Regions from separate parts of the Mus musculus genome. Here region 2 is linked to region 1. The links are chromatin contacts, called in public Micro-C maps. All regions are on one chromosome and are shown on one strand. Each heading gives the region's core, a stretch centred on a gene start, on an enhancer-like site or on the middle of the called end of the contact. The rest is flanking DNA. Distances are from core to core; before and after follow the strand shown.

What was found. A called contact is a pair of places that touch in the nucleus more often than the background predicts.
Region 2: a Micro-C map of embryonic stem cells shows a contact between it and region 1, with 2.5 times the contacts expected there. The contact joins two enhancer-like sites. A contact is called at or near these places in 2 of 484 Hi-C or Micro-C datasets (embryonic stem cells and pre-B cells).

What each region holds. Positions count from the first base shown.
Region 1 is chr12:12,174,305-12,180,156 of GRCm38.p6, reverse strand. No RefSeq gene overlaps it. Among named protein-coding and RNA genes, the nearest start is that of Gm34348, 30 kb to the right of the region's middle. RefSeq lists an enhancer at 239-1,061. Within about 2 kb of position 3,751, at least 165 of the 459 cell types and tissues checked have an H3K27ac peak or open chromatin away from gene starts, as enhancers often do. A contact at or near this core is called in embryonic stem cells and pre-B cells, where this site is marked.
Region 2 is chr12:12,578,215-12,584,066 of GRCm38.p6, reverse strand. No RefSeq gene overlaps it. Among named protein-coding and RNA genes, the nearest start is that of Gm34637, 89 kb to the left of the region's middle. Within about 2 kb of position 2,661, at least 118 of the 459 cell types and tissues checked have an H3K27ac peak or open chromatin away from gene starts, as enhancers often do. A contact at or near this core is called in embryonic stem cells and pre-B cells, where this site is marked.

The sequences.
Region 1 (5,852 bases), core at 2,502-5,001:
CTCAGGCGAGGAGAGAAGGGAAGGAGGCCATAGAAAATGGAGGCAGAGATCAGGGTGATGCGACTGTCAGGCAGGAAACACCAATGGTTATCAGCTGCTCATTGTTGTCTCTAGAACTGGGAGAAAACAAGTTTATGGTGCTTTGATGCGCCGTTTTATTTAGCAATATAACTTTGCTTTGAAAGCTGGAGGAAGTGAATAGAGTGTATGTGCTGTCCCCATCCACTGTCAGGAGACTGCACTTTCCTGACCTTCTTCCATCAGCACTGCATTTTCTGTCGACTCTATACATCGTTCTCATTTTCATCTGCATCTTTCTAGCTCCACTGTCTTGATTCCTTCTTTAGCACATAGTCGTTCTCCATCATGCCATGAGCTCCTGGAGTTAGCAGTCCTGGTGACCAGTGTTGAGCTGAACAATGTATTTCTTCATGAAGGGTCTGGTTTCTGTTTCCCACTGTAGTTGCCTGGTTTCTGTTTTTAAACTGGAGATAATAACTGTGGCGACAAAAGTTGTTAAAAGGTTTAAGTGGCTGAGGTACATAACGCTTCCGTGTCTCCTTTGGATTTCTGTAGGAACCAGCATCCAATCTCTTTCCCTCTGGCTCACCCTAGTGCATGACCCATATTTTAGCCGGAGTAGCTTCTAAGAACAAAGAGCCCCCATGCCCCTCCTGCCAGCACCACGTGCATTGCTTTCATAAGTGGACAGGAGCCTGCACTGTGCTTTTCTCAGCCACCGCTGCACCCGCTGCTTCTTCTGCCTGCAGTATCCTACTCAGTGTCTCTCATCAGCCTTCAGCACTCTCCCTGCCTCATCACTCCACTGGCATCTGACTCCCTGAGCAGTCCCAGTGTTTCCGTCCCTTTGTCCTTTATCTCTCTGCAGGATGGTGTTTGTTCATCAGCATATAACACCACCTCCTGATTTATGGGCGTGAAGTGATTGTTGGTTATCTGAGATGCATCTTCTCTCCTCAACTGAAGATCCAGACCAAATCAGTGAGTGATATAGTCTTGGTGGAACCAGAATAGTACATCGGAGTACAGAGGTCCATCTTTTTAAACCCTCTCATTTGTCACAGATGCATGAGGACTGGGGAACCAGAAACCAGACCTGAACCTAGGACCATCCAAGTAATGGGCTGAAGTTTATATAGCTGTTTGACTATGAAGTCAGGACTATAAGCCGACAGTCTTGCCTCCCATTCTATGACATATACAATAGTTTCCAAACTGCACCCTATATCTGGGTTTTCGAGAATAATAGTCTCATTTTTTGGTCATTCAGTTTGGGGAGAATTTTCTTGGTGGTGTGTACCCCACAAACACCCTTGGCATCTTGCAAAGAGCAGAGCCAGTCCCTCTTTGTCCTTCTGCAAGTTGTCTATGTAGTTACCTGTATTGGATATGAATAGAGAGGCAGCTAGCACAGCCTAGTTCTTCAGTGTAAGTTCTGTGTTCCCTCCCTGTAGGACTCTCTGCTGAGAAGCAGCTGGGGCTTGTGCCCTGATTTTTGCAAAGTACTCAGAGAACAGATGCATCCAGCAGATGTAGGCCCTGGGACTTGGAGGGAGCCTTTCTCACATGTTCAGCACTTGGCTGCCCTCCTTGCTTCTGAGTTACCTCTGATGAGGGGCAGTGGGAGCATGGAGGAGGGCCATCTACACTCCGTGGAGACGTGATATAAACACTAAGTAAAAACAACTGTGAAAGTAAGTCAGTCCCATGACCCTCCCTGCTCCACTGTCATGTATTTTATTTCCTGCCATTTGATTCTGGCTTCGTCCCCTCTGTGCATTTATGATGCTTCACTGAGGTCAGTGACTCCTGAGAAGCGGAAAATGACACTGTATACAGCTAGGGTTCGGACAGTTCTGAGGCATATTAAACTTGGGATTTTCAAACAATTTCATCAGAAAATATCAGTGAACAAAGAGGAGAGATGACAAGATCTTTGAATGTCCTTGTCTGTTAGCTGGAGAGAACACAGGCTAATTTACACATGCATTGCATCCTGAGGGTCACTCTTCCATGGCATTATCAGAAGGATGCTTTGACCAAGAAAGGGGATTGGCTTTTCCTTGGCTGACGTTGCTGGTAAGCAATGCTTCTCAGGCTTCTTCTGGTTCTGTGGCCACAGCCCTCGGTCAGGCATCTTCAAGCCGTCGTAGAACAGCAACCTGTAAGTTTGGCTTAGGCCCTCCCCTAAGCAGCTTCAAACCACCCATCTCTTTATCACCCATCTCTGTACCACCACCACAAGATTGGCTCTGCAATTCTCCTACTTAGAGCACCATGACAACTGTCCATCACTCAGGTAATGTGGGACCACCTTCCAGTACCACACAGGGATTCTCTGCTGGCCATTCAGCACCTCCCTGTCTCTGCGCCAGGTGTCCCTTCTCTTAACACCAAAGTCCCAGTTATATGGAAATTCTCCCCTTCCTGAGCTTCCGGCTTTTTCTAATGGCCAGATGCCTTTGTTCTCTACATCCTTGTTCTGTTCTGTTCTCAGCTCCTGTGTCACCCCCCTTAAGCTGCAAACTCTGGGACAAAAGGCCAATAGTGCTTATTTAACATATCAAAGCGACCCCACAGCCAGATTCTTCTCCCAGCATCCCTCAGTCCCTACCTGTTACAGGGTATCCTTGCATACTCTGCCCTACAGTCTGAATTTTCCAGGGGCTGGGCTGCCCTTCCCCCAGAGGCTCTTCTCTGAATAATCCAGCCATTTTGGTTCTTGCCCCTTTCATTCCTTAGGCCTCCTGGCTGCTGAACCATTTCCCCCTCACTATCCTTTTCCTTCCCCTCCCCCACTCCTCACAAGGCTCAGAGTCATTACCTCTGTGGACTTGCCCAGATGTGTCTACCTCTGGCTTTGCTCTCCCTTTTATCTACAATAACCTTTCTCCTCCACCATTCCAAGGAGGGGGTCAAATTCTTTCCTTTTATTTCTTTTTCCTCCACTCATGCAGCTACAGGAGCCTGACCAATCTGAGCCCCCAGCAGAATTAGAGTATACTGCCCTCCTCTTGGTGGGCCATTTGTCCTCCCTCTATCATCTGACCGTACCTATGAGTCACCTCTGTCTGCCTGTTAATCGGGTGGTAACCGGAAATGGGACCACTCTGTCTCCTGAAGGCCTGGCCAGATGAAGAATTCATTGCAATTTGATGAATCTGTGAGAGACAGACCCAGGTTCTGAAGAGATGGCCTCCCGACTTTGTCTCTCTAGCCCTGTCTGCCTTCAGCTCCTGTAGAAACAGCTGCAGGGCTCACAGGCCAAACCCCATGGGTCAGAGAAACAACTGTCTTGTGAGTGTGTGTTTCCCCTCAAAACAAAGATTGCAACATCCTCCTGGCCTGGAGTTCACAGCTGTGGGAGGAGGTTGCACTGGGTAGTGCAGGGTCAAGGAGGCAGAGGTGGGGGTGTGGGGGACCGTTAGGTCTGAATAAGTACCGAGGTAGAGCTTAGCCCCACCCCCACCAAGCCGGGTGGTGCAAACACTGTGAAGAGCCCGGTTTTCCTTAGCTTCCTCCCCACGTTTTACTTTTCTCTGATATTTGATTATGTGTGAATTCCTTCTCATCCCCTGGGAGCTAGCACCCTACCGCCTTTGCAAAATATCTGAGTTACATTTTTGCAGATCGTCAAGCTTCAAGGGCATTCAAACGACCTTCTAGAGGACTGCAGTGTCTTGGTAAGTGATGCCCCCTGGTGGCCAAATGGAGTAGTTGCAATTCGCAGGGACCATGAAGTAAGAACCCTGGCTTTGTAATGGCCATGAGGCTCTGTTCAGCAGATGTCCCACTGTCCCTGAAGGATTGGCTGAAGGGCAACAGGGTTGTGTGTGTGTGTGTGTGTGTGTGTGTGGTATCAGGCCTTTAAGGATGCTGAAAGTTTACCTTCTATAATCTGAGTGCTAAAGAGTTGTTTAGAGACCCACCCACTTATTTCTCAGATGAAGCCAATTCCAGGGAGGGGAGAGGGAATTTCTCAGTCTGTATGACAAGTTGAAGAGGCAGAACAGGCATGTTGGTTACTGATTTGAAATTCTTTCCTTCTAGCATCTTGGGACACCTGCCATGAAGTCCTTCCTATGTTTGCTTTCTTTCAGAGGAAGAGAAGACCAGCATCTTCCCTCTAAATCTCCCTCGGTTGGGCTCCATCTCAGTCCTACTTGCTACAGGAAGTCTTCTACAAATAATCAGAGGACACATCCAAAGCTCTCCTGGAGCTGGTCCAAAAGTTAGACGGTAGAATTTGAACTGTGAACACATTGCATAGAAACAACCTCACAGGGCTTGACAGTCTAATGAAAAGTAATAGTCAGAGAGACAGAGAGGCACAGGTCGAAGGACAATTGAGGCACTATTGTGTATTTTGAAGAAAATAAGTAGGGCAATTTGGTAGAGGACAAGTTTAAGTGAGGCCCATGAGCATGGTCAAGGAGGATTGCACTAAAGCAGGGAGAACATTCAGGGAAGGTAGAGGAGAGGTGTGTAGAGGCTGTAGGTCTGGGGTGAGATTGGCAGGTCCCATCGTGGAGAAGACTCAAGAGGTGATAGACTAGTGGCCAGGAAGAGCACACCAGGGCAAGAGCAAGGAAGCCAGGCCAGAGGCACAATCTGATTTATAACTCACGTGAATCCCAGGCTATGGCACTGCCAGTCTCCACTTTCACACCAGCTCGTCTCCTCCAGAAAGTCCTTCACCACCCTACCAAGTTGGAGTCACTTCTCTGAGCCCTGGTGTTAACATCTCTGTGTCTCTATCATTGGGGCTATCCATGACACACCAGCTGTGGCTATGTCTTTTGACTACCCAGCATAGTAAGCTCCACATTCAGAGAGACAGAGACAATGGACCCAAATCTAGAACATTCTGCCAGAGGCAATGTGTCCCTATGCCACCGCTTCTTGGTGTGTAAGGTGAGACTAGAAATGCACATTGCATAGCTTTTTAAATAATTAAGTAATAAGTATAAAACGTTGTCACAACAATGGCAGGCACTATGTCACCTCTCGTTAAGGAGGAGATGTCCTTTCTGGGTATGTTCCCAGGCTAGCTCCAATGAGATCCATCCTAGCGTCTATGGTGGCAGTTGCATGCTTTGGTAGTTGCATAGGGAGACTTTGGAGGGAACACATTTAGTCAGACTGAAGAAGAAAACTGAAGGTGGCATAGGTTGATGGAATTCTGAATTATTGAATAAAGTTAATTTATTTAATTATTCCCTTTGGCAATATACACTAGACAAAACAGCTTGGGTTTTTTGTTTGTTTGCTTGCTTGCTTTTTTGAGATAGGGCTTCTCTGTGTAGCCTTGACTATTCTGGAATTCTCTGTAGATCAGGTTAGCTTCAAACTCACAGCGATCCACCTGCCTCTGCCTTCCAAGTGCTGGCCTTAAAGGTGTGCAGCACCACAGCCAGGCTGACATACTGTTCTCGTGCAGCTGTTCTTGGGCATGGGTTGTCTATTTACAAAAGGCACCAGACCAGAGGTTCTTCCTCCCTTAATCCTCAGTGAGGATGGTCTTTGTTTCATTGGCAGCCTTCTTCAAACACACGTGGCTCACATGGGAAGGACGAAGCTGGACATTCTGGTCTCATTCTGTACTTGCCCCATCTTCCTTCAATGTTCTCCATTCACTTACAATGATTCACTAATTGTATCATTGTAATACTTGATGTTATATTTATTAACTTATTCTTTTCTCCATCGTATCTAGTTTACGTCGCCCTACTGCTCTTGGAAAGAGGGCCTGCGCTGGAGTGTGGCCAACCTACCAGGCGCCACATCATTAAAGAAAATCGAGTCTCCCTCTTTCCTCAGCTACCAATATC
Region 2 (5,852 bases), core at 1,412-3,911, 400 kb before region 1:
CTTCATATGTGTGTGCAAGTCACAGACAGGGATTACTAGACAAGCTGGCTAGACTAGCTGAATACACAAGCTGTGTTTAACTGAGAGAGCTTGCCTCAGAAATACAGTAGAGAAGGATTGAAGAAAATATCCTGTATTAACTTCTAACCTCCACGCCACATGCTCATACGTACATGTGTACCCAACGCACATGTGAAAACACACACACACACACACACACACACACACTCACACACACACACACACACACACACACTCACACACACACACACACACATACACACTTATGCACATCACATGGCACAACAGAGAGCATGGAGGTAGACGACTTGCTTAGCATGTCTGAGGCCCTTAATTCCATCCTTAGTAGTTCTGAAAAGGAAAAAAGAAAATTAACTCCTAGTTTCAAAAGTAAAACCCACAGGTAGAGAGGACCCACAGTGTGGAGCTGCTGGAATCTGGTGAGATTCTGGGTAGGTAACTAGCCTTTCACCAACTCAGCTTTCTTATCTGCGTAACTAGCCATTCAGGATGGATGAAAATGGACCCAGAGAACATCTGAAAAATATTCTAGCCAAACAGATGCTTTGCACAGATGCTAATATACACCCAAAGCTATCTCTATCAATTGACACTCATACAACACAGGATCCCTTAAATATTTGTGAAGGTAAATTCTAGACTTTTATTAGGGAACTGCTTGTCTTTAGAAGCAGATGGCTGGTAGTTTAGTAGCAGATAGATTCTAAAGTGCCAATGGGGAGCAGGGTGGAATACACTTTTTAATCAGTGTATTATTACTTTCTCAGGAAACTTTTTCTTATCATCCGGCTCTCCACAAACTACTCTCTTAAGTTCAGTACCAGTTATCCTGTTTTGTACTTTTAGCAGGAACTTGAATCACTTCCCAGATCTGGATTTAATGTTAGAAAACACAGGTTCTATGAAGGCCTCTGAAATAGCAACAGGTATCCATGAATACAATGCAGATTTTAAGACACTATTTTTCTTTCTCCACAGGGCAGAGAGTGACTATATGTTCACATCCTCTGCAGGGCACTCAGAGCACTTTACCCAGAGTCCTCCAGCTCTGTGGTCTTCTCATCTCTAGTGATCATAACAAACCACACTCGCCCACTGTCCATTTCTGACTTCTCTGTGTTGTGATTATTTCTATCCATACTGTGAGCTTCTCTATTTTAGTAGACACCTCCTGGACATTTTGGAATTGGATCACATTACCTTCATAGCAGAGTCACCTTTATATTTTGTACCAGAGGCTCGAGGTCCCTCTATGAAGAAAGGTCGGTGGGGACTCTTAAATGGAAGTAAAACATGGGTCATAACAAGCAATAGACAGAGCTTTCCACTAAGTACCGACTATGTGGCAAGTTCTCTGTCAAGCCCTGTGTGAGCACTGGCATCCTCCATCAGTGGAACCCCCCACCCCACGCTGAAGAAGAAACACAGTTGCACAGCCACCTGCTTCCCAGAGCCGACTATAGGAGCAGAGAATATGGTGGGCTGGTTTGCACCACGATCTGTCTGGCTTCTCTGAGAAGCCAGGTTTTTTTTTTTGTAAAGTTGAATAGAATGGGACAGTTTGGTAGCTGTGTCACACAGGAATGCACCTGCTATCTCACAAGGCCACCTTTTCCTACGGTGGCTGCTCACCATAGAGAGGTTGCTTTTTCAGCTCTTTTGATGGTTCCAGCCTCCTGCAGTCATGAACTTAGATGACATCAAAAGAAGCTTGTTTTGGCTTCTGATTCTGAGGCTCATGAAGTCGCATTCTTTCTCTGGTGACTGAACCGGCTAACTGGACAAGGGTCCCTTCTCTCCTCGAAGTCTCAACACCTCCCTAGCAAACCGGGGGAAGCACCAGCAAGGCCCAGCCTATGCTTGCTTGTATCACCTGGGCTCCAGGGCTTTGATTGACAGGCAGTCCTGGCTTAACGCATACTCACTAAGGTGGGACCCCTGGCGGCTCCATCTCCAAAAGGGTCCCCCAAAGACAGGCCCCACATGGGGAGCTTTTGGCGGGCCTGATTGCATGACAAACACCACGCATATTGAAACACTCTGGCAGTTTCCCGGTGCTCCCAGTCAAAGGCCTGACCCCTTTTGACCTCAAACATCTTATTAAAGCCCCCAGAGTTCCAGCCTCCGCGAGGGAGAGAACCAGCAATCCCTGGACCCATTCTCTTCCCTAATTCATTCAAGTAAGCCGGGCAGAGTGGGGCCTGGGCCTTTGATGTTAAAGGCCCCTAATTGGAAGGAAGTGAAGTGTTAGCCTGTCAGCCTTTTAGTCTCTCATCAAATACTTTAAGAGGTATCCACACAGTGCGTTCTCACACTGGTGCGGAGCAAGCGCGGAGTGGACTGCTTTCTGTTAAAATGTTTAAATTTTGCATCTGTCTAACATAAAGTTCACCACACATGTCACTGTTCCTGGTGGGTTCTCTCCCTACCTTCCTCCTTTCCCTTCCCTGGGGTGCTGGAGGGGGCGGGGGGGGGCGGCTTGTCTCGAAGCCCACAGCTCACCCACAGGAGAGGAAGGTGGCGGCAGGAGCTAATTACCCACCCCAGACACAGGCCTGCAAGCTCCTGGTTGGGGCCTCTCTCGTGGAGCCCCTTTGATCTCCCTGTTTGGGATTGTGTCACTCCCCAGGAATGTGGCTCTCCCCCCACCCCAGCATCCCCCAGTGTAACCCTTTAGTCTCGCCTCTTCATTTCACAGCGAGCACCCCTGAAAGGGAAAGTGACTTGCTCAGGTTTTTGTTGTTGTTTGTTTGTTTGTTTGTTTGTTTTCAGGGAGCTGGTGGCGGAGTCAGGTCCATAAGTTAATACTTCTGACCCCAGAAAAGGGACAGTCTCTGCGTCCATCCCTTTGCTTCTCTTCAGTCAAAGGGGGTGGTGGTGTGAGCAGCTGCAATTTGAGAGAATTTACATATAATCCCTAGAGTCCTGAACAATAGACTGGATTAAGTCACCCCAGGGGGCAGAGGGCCCAGCCCGAGGGTGCAAAATAGACGCACTGCTTCTTGTCCTCATAGAGTGACTCCCCACTGGGAGAGAAGGCAGGCTTGCACTCTTGGTTTGACACCGCAGAGAAGGCAATAGAGACAGAAGTCTCACACAGAACCTGTGATCAACAGGTCACTCCGGTATGTATGTTGGGGGCGTGGCAGGAAGTATAGTCCCCCTCCACCCACAACAAGGGCTAGAAAGGGGAAGTGCCCCCATCCTTCCGGGCAAACCCCAGGGCGTGATGAGACGGTGGGTGGGAGAGGAAAGCAGAAATCTCCTTTCTAAGCGTCTGACACCTTGAGGCATTAGAATAGCAGAACTTTCCTGGGCTCTCCAGCATCAAGTTCCCCAGTGTTTCTGCCAGGGATGGAATGCAAACCCAGGGGCAAGCGCCCCCCTACCCCCTCCCCCCCCCCCCCCCGCCAATCCAGAACACTGGGCTCACGAGTCCTTTGGACTCACGTGAGAGATAGTGTCTAACTTTCTCAGGGTTGATGCAGAGACTAGAGACCAGTCTACCTCATAAGGCTCCTTGAGGTCTCTACAGGGGCCATTGTGTGGAGTAGCACCAATTAGCTATTAAACAGCCAGAGAAAAGCCCCTTCTTGATTTGATTTTCTGCAGTTGGACTCTGCGAAGCCAAAATCTGAAGCAACTCAACTTTGTTTAGCTCATTTCTGGCCCTAAGGTTCCTTCCTTTGATTTACAAATGCAAATGAATTGATGATTATTTTGAGCAAACTCTTTCACTTACTCCTTTACTCAAACCATACTCATTGATCCCTGCTTGAGGCTAGAATGGGAGACCTCACACCCAGTGGTTTTATATCACTACCTTCTGTAAAATGGTGATTGGCAGGAGCTAGTACCAGCTGTGTTCTGGCTTTGCTTGACTTATTTATTTATTTATTTATTTATTTATTTATTTTCAAGACAGGAGCTCACATAGTTCAGGCTGGCCTTGAACTTGCAGAAACCTCTCAAGTTCTGGGTTTATAGGCATGCAGTGTCGTGCCTAGCCAAACCATAATATCTGTTATTTTTCGTATGAGGATTAAAAAATGGTCAAAGGGGGCTGCGGTGCCCATCCTGGGCCTTTGCTCATTTGATTATGGTGGTAGATCATTCCTACCTGACACATTCTGACCTTGTGTAGTTCTTTACATTTTAGACACTGTTTCTTCCTTGCGTTCATGACTGGACTTCTCCATGGGGATAGAGGGTGTGCCTGACCAATAATTTTCCAGGCACAAGCACGGTGGTGAACTAGAATTGATGGAAAGGGAAGATCAGCCTTCACCAGCAAAGCTCCCAACTTGGCTATGTGGTAGAGGACACAGAGTTTGAGAACTGAGTTGAATTTGGCAACATTTGTCTCTGAGATCTGACAGCCTAAGGGAAGAGTTCAAGCAGGCAATGGTGGCCTGGGCAGCAGTAAGCAAGCGCCAGGCCTGCCCAGTAAACCCTTTTATCTGCTGGACAGTCACCTCTGGCCATCCCATGGTGTCTGCAGGCAGAATCCCACACAGTAAAGCTCCTGTGTGAGGAGTAGCTGTAACATTCCGGTTGGAGGAAACGCTGGCCAGGGAGCCAGAGAAGCTGCTGCCCGTACCCTCCACATGTGCTTGTGCTTCTCCGTCCCCTAAGTCCTCTGAGCATTTCTAAAATGAGGCAATTAGAATAGATTAGCCTGAAGATCTGTTCCAGAGTGAACGCTTCATGATATTACTCGGGCACCAGCACACATGGAATAGTTTAATTATCATTATTAAATATGATAGCCCCCAGGTTGCCAAGTATGTGAATAACAACAGAAAGGCAAGACCCCCTCTTTTTTTTTTTTTCCAGAGTCTATTTTTTAAAGCTTCCCCCATCATCTTCACCTCTTTAGGCTTCATCTGGATATTTCATGTCAGTGTAATCCAACTCTGTCAGATCTTTTGGATGATCCAGGGAAGTCTGCATCCTCACCTGTCCCAAGTGAGGATGTCAAGGCAAAGAAAAAAAGATCTGGCCTCCAATCTCGCAGCCACAACACACACTGTGGCCAGCTGGTCATCACACAGGCTATCTAGAATCCTGATGAAAATTCACTGTTGTCATGTGGAAGCAGTGCCTGCTGATTTCATTTTCTTCATTCATTTGAAAGTTACAAACAATACCAGGAGTTACTTCTCTTTAAGGTGGTATGTAGTGACCGTGCCACAGGTCGATGTTTTCATTACAGTTCTAATTGCATGGAAATACCTTAATCTCACCAAGCCAATTCACTTGTAGCTTCTAAGACTTTAATCGACTAAAATTTCTGTGTTAAGGCAAAACCAAACAAACTATACTAAAATGAGAAAGAGTCATTTCTAATCAGCCTGACCCCCACTCAAGGTACTTCTGCTAGAATCTTCTCTGACCCCTCTCTAATTGTCTAATTAATGCAGTATTAAATTGACACCAACCAAATGGGAGCTGCATTGTGTGCTAACAGTTTGGGCAAGCTGAGAAGAAGTGTAATTTCTGCACGGAAAGCCAGATGGGAGGAGGGGACAGGAAGAGCTGTGTGCATGCTAATTCGCAGTTTGACGGACTCTCTTTGTAAAAATAAACACTTCGGCAGAAAATCTAAGGAAAGCAAATGCCACCCGTTTCACATCACACAATGCCTACTTGGAGATAGTGCTCATTTCCAACTGTGTTTTGCAAGTGTCACATCGAGCTAAAGCAGAGAAATTCGCTTCTTTATACTATTGCTGCCATATTGGCTGCTGGCTGCAGAGACTTGAGCAGAGGTAGGAGGTACACCCAGCATTGTGTTGGGAGGATATGTT